Linked DNA regions of Gossypium arboreum: region 1 is linked to region 2. A link is a contact called in public Hi-C data. All regions are on one chromosome and are shown on one strand. The core of a region is the stretch at or near the end of the contact, and the rest is flanking DNA. Distances in the headings are between cores, read along the strand shown.

Region 1 (3,542 bases), core at 280-2,779, 170 kb before region 2:
CGGCGGCACTAAAAAGAACAAACAGAGGAGCAACAATGGCATCTTAGCTTCATATTATTAATAACATAAAGACAGCAAGCCTTAATACAGCCAAAACTTGAGCTTTAGATTCATTTTTCATTTAGAAGGGTAACACACTGCAAAAATACAGCTAAAAATGCTGATGAAAGCCAGTCAAAGGGTCACGCACTCTCAACACTACATGAAAGTAACCAAAGGCTAAGGTCAGTCAATTCATTAAATTAATTCACCATGAAATAAGCTTGCCGAGGGAAAGCCGACTCCTTCCAAATAATTCTTCAAAGTGTCGTCCGTCCAAAGCCATTGGACACCTCAATAGGCCAGTCTTGTTCTCGGGTTGAGTCGAAATTTTGTCTCGTGATCCTGCGGAAAGCCTAAGTGCTTGAAGAGATCGTCTAGAGCATGGATTTAGAGAGCCAGAGTGCCTTGCTGCTAGGTCAAACTGTACATGGCATATGGTCACCTCCCAAAGGAAGGTTTGAACCTAAGCTATAGGATATAGGTCACTAGAAGGGAGGAGTGATACCATTTGGTCAAGCTTTGTGCACCACGCACAGTCCGACCTAGTAAGGCACTCTTATTTTGTGAACCTGTGTCACTTGATTTTTTCAAGCATTCGGGTTCTCTGGTGTCTGAAGACAAAACTTCGACTTGACTCAGAAATGATACCGACTCATTATAGGATCCATTAGCTCCGGATAAAAGACACTTCGAAACCCCTCTCAAAAGAATCCAAAATCCAACAGCAAAGTTCAATCAATCTAAAAATAACTTAATAAAATCAAGAAGCTATATAAAAAAAACACAGAAAATCAACATTATCATATGCAACCTCAAGACAAAAGAAAAACCCAGATCATGAAATAAACAAAAACTCAATCAAAATAGCAAAATTAACCCCTTTTTTAATTTCTTACCAGACAATACCATTAGCGCCACGACCGACGGGGCGAATAGGAGGAACATATTTTCTGGAAACTTCAAAAAGGCTACCATAAACATTATACTTAATATAGCCTCCACCATGAGTTGCTACTCCTTTGATACCATGATCAGCTGACCGAGACCTTGATTCTATTGACATGCTTTCTGGATCCGAATTTTAGTTCAACCCGGACCCAAACTCCAACCACCCAAAAAAAAAAATTCCTGCAAAATTCAGAGAGAAAATTTCGTCTTGGGTTTACTATTAATTTTCAAATTTATTGCAAAGACGATAAAAGTCTTGAGTGGGAACCTTTTGAACTGGAAAAAAAAAGAGCTTTTCTCGTGAAGATTTCAACTTTCTGATACAGTTTTTTTTCTTTCTGTGTTATTTGATTTTGATGGTTTTTTCTTTTTCATTGGATTATTCTTGAAGGTGCTAAAGATTAAATGCCCCAATAATAAAATTTGGATTCTATTCTGCATTGTGTTAATCGCTGTGAAAAGATAAGATTTTTGTCCAAAGCTCGTCACACTCGAATTTATTCTCGTCTTCGTACAAAGTTCAGAGCAATGAAGTTATGTTGGAAATTTTCTCTAATGAAATTGTACTATATATTTAAAATATATTTTATTATTTTATTAATTTTAAAAAATAAAAATAAAAATTTATTTATTTTAATAATTTTATTTTGTATTAACTCTTTTGAATCCAGGTTTACATATTTAATTCTACATTAGACTACTTGGTAAAGTCTACCAAATAATAGTGATAATAATAATAATATATAAGCAAATTCATAATGAATTTATTTTTGGTAGAATGTTCGAGTATTAATAAGTTTAGGTCGAACAATTTAATTAAATTATTATATTTTACTTTAAATATAAAAAAAAAGTTAAACAGAATATTACAAGTTTTATATTAAGAAATATGAGTTCATATGCATAAGTTGATACTGAGGAAATGATTTAACATCAAAATTTTTATATTATATCAATTAATATAATCAGTATCGAAAAGGAATATAATTTTATGTAGAATTAAATGAGAACAATTCATCAAAAATAATTTAAAACTAAATTAACTTATTTCTACATACTATTAGTGAATAAGATGATTCTGAACCATTAGGAAATTTTAAAACTTATTTAGCTTCTTTTTTTATTTAATTTTAATGATTGTTGCATAAAATTATATGCATCATAATTCCACCATCGCATTTCCAGGGATAAGCAGATAGCAGATGGTGTTATATCAGATAAACTAAAACCAACATTTAATGTATCAAAATTAAATCACTAATTTCTATTTCTATTTATTTAAATATTTATTCAACAATAATTATATAAATTATTTAAAATCTATAAAAATATATATATATTGAAAAATTATAAATCAACTCAACCACCTATTGATATTAACTTAAAAACCGGTTTAGTCCGATTCCAACCACACTGTACCCCTTACGTTAAAGTCTACCAGATCCAGCATTTGGCCCCATCATAACTCGTAAATCCATAGCCATAACCCCAAAAGCCATTAAAGCTTTTGCTTTCTTTCGGCCAATAAGAGCCATTTAATATGGCTCCAAGTCCTTTGACCAAAAGTAAGCAAGCCATGGTCAAGTGCCAATCTGCACAAGCCACCAGGCTCTCGGGCGGTGGTCAGTCCCATGAACCATTCTACCAAAGAATAGTATATATAGTACCACCAGCCGCTGCATCTGCAACAATACTATCCAATAGATTAAACATGCAATTCATACTATCTTCCCAGTTTCATATTAGACTTGAAACTTGACAACTTTTCTCAATTTCGATCCCTGTGATAATATTTAGGTGAGTCATCACATGGACCAAAACTGAAAAATGCTACCAGGTTCAAGGACTAAATTTTACTTTTATCTCTTCATATTACCATAATAGATACAACCTGAGGATCTTCTCAGCACTCAAGCCAGGGATCATGAAAATGGTCGGAGCTAAGCTTGCTGTGCTGTCAAATGAAGATATCATCCTTGAGAATGACTCTGAGGAAAAAGAAATAGAATAATATCCCGATGAAAGAAAAATAATGCATATATTAATTAAAAAAACCCAGAAATACACAGCTAGAGATTTTCGTAGCTTCTATCCGACCATATCATCCACTTAATGTTTTACTTCAGAAAACATGTTATATATGTGAAAAATGAATAAGTGATATCCTAGGAAAATGGTGATTGATAACAATAAGAAGCAAGCATTTGCAAACAAATATAAGCCCTTTTTATATAGCATTTGACATAGGATGGTCCAAATACATGTACAAACAAGTACTATAGTATAACACACCTTACAACTCACACAATAAATACTTTCATTACCCAAACAAGGTTGTATATCCCTAGTTAGAAAACAGCAGGTCTCATACCTAAACCATCTGTATACAGAAGAGTTTAGCTTTACTTCATTCATAATTCACCTCACAATTTGCTCGTCTGTGTTTCTTCCCAGAACTGAATTTGGGGAAGCACAACCTGCTCTTAGATTACAAAGCAAAGCATCACGCCCAGACAAAACTATTTTGAAAAAGTCATCTACTACCTTTGAAA
Region 2 (3,927 bases), core at 1,064-3,563:
AAACCCCATTTTGTGGATTAAAGTTTTTTTGTAATTTTACTTTCATCATCTTATTAATGGTCATTAAACTCTTCATAACAAGATAGTGATAGAAAAAGAATTATGGAGTTTTTGTATTATGAATTAAATTGTATTTTATTTTTTATTTAAAATAGATAAATTAGTCTTTGTATATTAGATAAATAATAAATTAATCATTCTGTTAAAACTTTCATCAATTTCTACTATTAACCATGAATCACACATTTGGTTGTTCCGTTAATCATATTAGTTCTTAACAGTAAAATGAATGAAATTTTAACAAATATCACCAATTTACTTTTTGGTCTAACATACATAGATTAATTTCCTTATTTTTAAGTAAATGTGATAAAATATAATTTTTAATAGGAAAAAACATTAATAACCATTGAAAGCAGCTATGCATAATTGAATTGGTACATTAAAAATCTATCACACAACCTGTTTAAGTGGAGCCTCTCTAGTTTAGGTCACAGCTAATACAATTTTAAGGCTTATAGTTAAGGCAACAGCTGGTGGCTAATGTTTATTGCTTATTGGCTTTGAATGCATAGAGGTAAGCTATCTATAGTAGATTACTTGTATAAAACAAGATATTTGAAGAAATTTTGAACCCAATTTAAAAAAAAAAATCACTAATAATTTCACTCGATAAGATCACTATCATCAATTATTTACATTAAAGGTAAATCTGAAGAGGATAGATAGGAGTCTTGGCCTCCCAAATAAAATTGTATTTTAATCTCTAAAAGAAAAAAATATGTCTAATCCCTTTAAAAATAATGAAAATAATAAATTATTATTTAATTTCAACTTCCTCTAAAAATATTTTTAGATTCACATATCCTATAATTAGGTGATATGAAGTTGTATCATTAACCTAACAAGAAAATTTTACACTACAAAAACTTTACGATAATCCTCTAATAAAAAAAGAACACGTAACCTATATATCGTTAACCTATATACACATAACTCTATGAAGTTCAATCAAAGCAAGATAATCATCCTGTACTCGTATCTCTCTAGGCTCTCAATTCCCACAACTACCAAAGTCATTTTCACAACTCTTGACCTGTCAAATGAACTATCTTTGCAACCTTCTCCATCCTTAAATCCATCAACAAATACAATATATATATATATATAACACTTCAAAACCTAATGGTAATAAAAAAGTAATATCAATCTTCAAAAAAGAAAATCAACATGAGATCAACCTGCTATTTATAATTTATACGTTAGGATTTTATATTTGGGACTTAGGGTGCATGTTGTATCACGTTTTAGAAGTGTATATATATATATATGTATGTATATTTGTGCATATATGTCCCCACTTTCGAAATACTTTATTTGAGTTAGAACACTTTTCCTTTTTTAGAGATTAAAAAGCAGGGAAAATTCTACCTTTGATTTCAAAAGAAAGAAAAGCACCCTCTACTCTTTTCACTTTTCTTTTCCTCTTTTTTACATTAGTCATAATAAAAATCCTTTAAAAAAAAACTTACAATTATAGCATTTCAAACCCCAAAACTTACAATTTTGAGTTTGTGTATTATAGATGAAAATTAGTGCTCATAAATTTTTTTTTGTGTAGAGATTAAATTCAACTCGATTTTGGATTTATTCATAGTAGAATGTGAGTAATGAAAAAGGGATTTCATCGATCTTAATAAGGAATTCAACAGGAAATCTCGAGTTTGAGTCTTGTTTATGAAAAAAAGTATTGATAGATCTTGTTCTAATTTACATATTCAACTCAAACTCATGTTTAAAATTAGTTGAAATCAAATATAATTTAAAAAAAAAAGGTTTCATACAATAAATAAATTATTACCCACAAGTGTCAAATGCTATAGCAAGTTGCACTTTCAAGCGAAAACTCATGTTCAAACATTATAAATAACAATATTAGAAGTATCACAAACTCCAAAAAGATAAATCTTTATTAGTAAAAGTATCATAAAATCTATATATTAAGAGTTGGATTGTATTTTACTCCCTACTAAAAAATAGATAAATTGGTCTATGTATATTAGATATCAAAGGGCAAATTGATTTTTTTGTTAAAACTTTTATTTTTTTACCGTTAAAACTGATATAACTTATGAAATAATCAAATAGCAATATGTGACTATTATGTATATTATATTATGACGTATAAAAATTAGTATTTAAAATAGAAATAGATGAAATTTTGAAGTAAATTTATTATTTAAAAAAAAAAAAAGCTAAATGAAATCTTACTGTCAGGGGCTCTACTTGGAAAAAACAGCTGAAGTATTAAATTAAATGCAGCAGCAAAAGCATTCATCTACCCACCTTCTCTTCCTCAATCTTCTTCTTCCTTTTTGTTTTCTGTGTTTTTTTTTTTTTAGTCCCCAAATGGATTCTCCCTTTCCGTTCAAATGGCAACCCCTCCCCTTTCATCCCCTACTTATCTCACCACCAATTTAGGCGTCGGCTACGCCATCGTCGTCGCCCTCGGCTTCCTCCTCCTCCTCTCCACTCTCCTCCTCGCTTCCTACATTTGCTTCCGCTCTTCCTCACCCCTTCCACCTCGTGCCATTTCCCCAAACCCCATTTCAACACCCACCGCCGCCAACTCCGACGGTATCGTCCTCCCCAGGATTGTTTTCATCGGCGAAGAAGACCATGAAAACGACGAGGAAAACGTCGTCGTCTTTGGGCTTGATCGTGCCGTCATAAACTCTTACCCCAAGTTCCGGTTCAGCAAAAAGGAGGTGTCTACGGCGGTGGAGGTGACGGGTTCTAGTGCTGGGAACACCATTTGTTCGATATGTTTGTGTGAGTATAGAGAATCAGAGATGTTGAGGATGATGCCTGAATGTAGGCATTGTTTTCATGTAACTTGTATTGATGCTTGGTTGAAACTTAATGGGTCTTGTCCTGTTTGTCGGAACTCACCGCTTCCGACACCGATTTCTACGCCTTTGTCGGAAGTTATACCTTTGTCTCAGTACGATGCTGATCGGAGGTGGTGGTGACTTTTGGCTTTTGGGTTACCATCTTTTTCATTTTTTTTTTCTTCAATTTTTTTCCTGTGTGGAAATTTGGTTTTTTGTCATGGATGCTTTTTTTTTGGCTTAATGAATGGTGATTTGGTATATTTATGGTTTCAGTCTTTATACTTTTCACATATTTAAAATTTAGTCCCTTTATTTTTTTTAATCTTAAGAATTCATTTTTCTGCTCTTTTAGTCTAATTAAAATCCAATTGAGAATAGAAGTGATCATGGGTTGAGCTACCCGCCTTGACCCAAAAGCTTGTCTGAAAAATAAGAGGGTTCAGATAAAAATGTAAGCTCAAAATATTAGTTTGGGTAAAAAAACGAGGCCCGTTTAGAAAACAGGCTGGTCTCAGGTAAAATTTTTTTGGCCTTAGCCTGGCCTGACTTGAATTATATACTAAATAAATTTTTTTAATCATATTTACTTTTTTTATTTTTAATTTTAATATAATCACTTTTTATTATATTTTTAATTTGTGTATTATTTTAAGAATTATTTTAGTTTTATTTTTATTTATTTCTTATTTTAATATTTATTTTTATGTTTTTAAATGTATTTAATTTATTATATAGGCTTGGCTCAGGCTTAACAATTTTTTTTGGGCTGGGTTTAGATAAATTTTTAGGCCCATATTTCGATCTGGGCCAAGCTTAGGTCTAAAAAATAGACTTAAAATTTTATCTAGGTCCAGCTCGGCCCGTGATCACCTTTAATTGAGAAGACATCAAAGTAATTTTATTAAATTAGATTATGTGTTTTCTTTAAAATAAAAAACTTGCTCATGGGACCAATAGTACGAGTCTGGAAGTTTAAATAAACAAATAAAATTTTGCGTAAATTCACAATTAGTCACTAAGTTATGGATAAATT

Evidence for each region. Hi-C and Micro-C count contacts between places; a contact is called where the count stands out from the background.
Region 1: a Hi-C map of leaf shows a contact between it and region 2, with 2.3 times the contacts expected there. The contact joins the promoter of LOC108476661 here to the promoter of LOC108477559 in region 2. A contact is called at or near these places in 2 of 5 Hi-C or Micro-C datasets (both in leaf).

What each region holds. Positions count from the first base shown.
Region 1 is chr12:89,950,629-89,954,170 of ASM2569848v2, reverse strand. LOC108476661 (mitogen-activated protein kinase 4-like) reads right to left here and starts at 1,529. Exons shown (of 7, transcript XM_017778932.2): 1 at 1,259-1,529; 2 at 939-1,170; 3 at 1-8. The coding sequence starts at 1,105. LOC108479476 (protein BPS1, chloroplastic-like) reads right to left here. Exons shown (of 2, transcript XM_017782099.2): 2 at 3,194-3,542. The coding sequence ends at 3,409.
Region 2 is chr12:89,785,913-89,789,839 of ASM2569848v2, reverse strand. LOC108477559 (RING-H2 finger protein ATL67-like) reads left to right here and starts at 2,313. Exons shown (of 1, transcript XM_053022607.1): 1 at 2,313-3,154. The coding sequence starts at 2,433. The coding sequence ends at 3,032.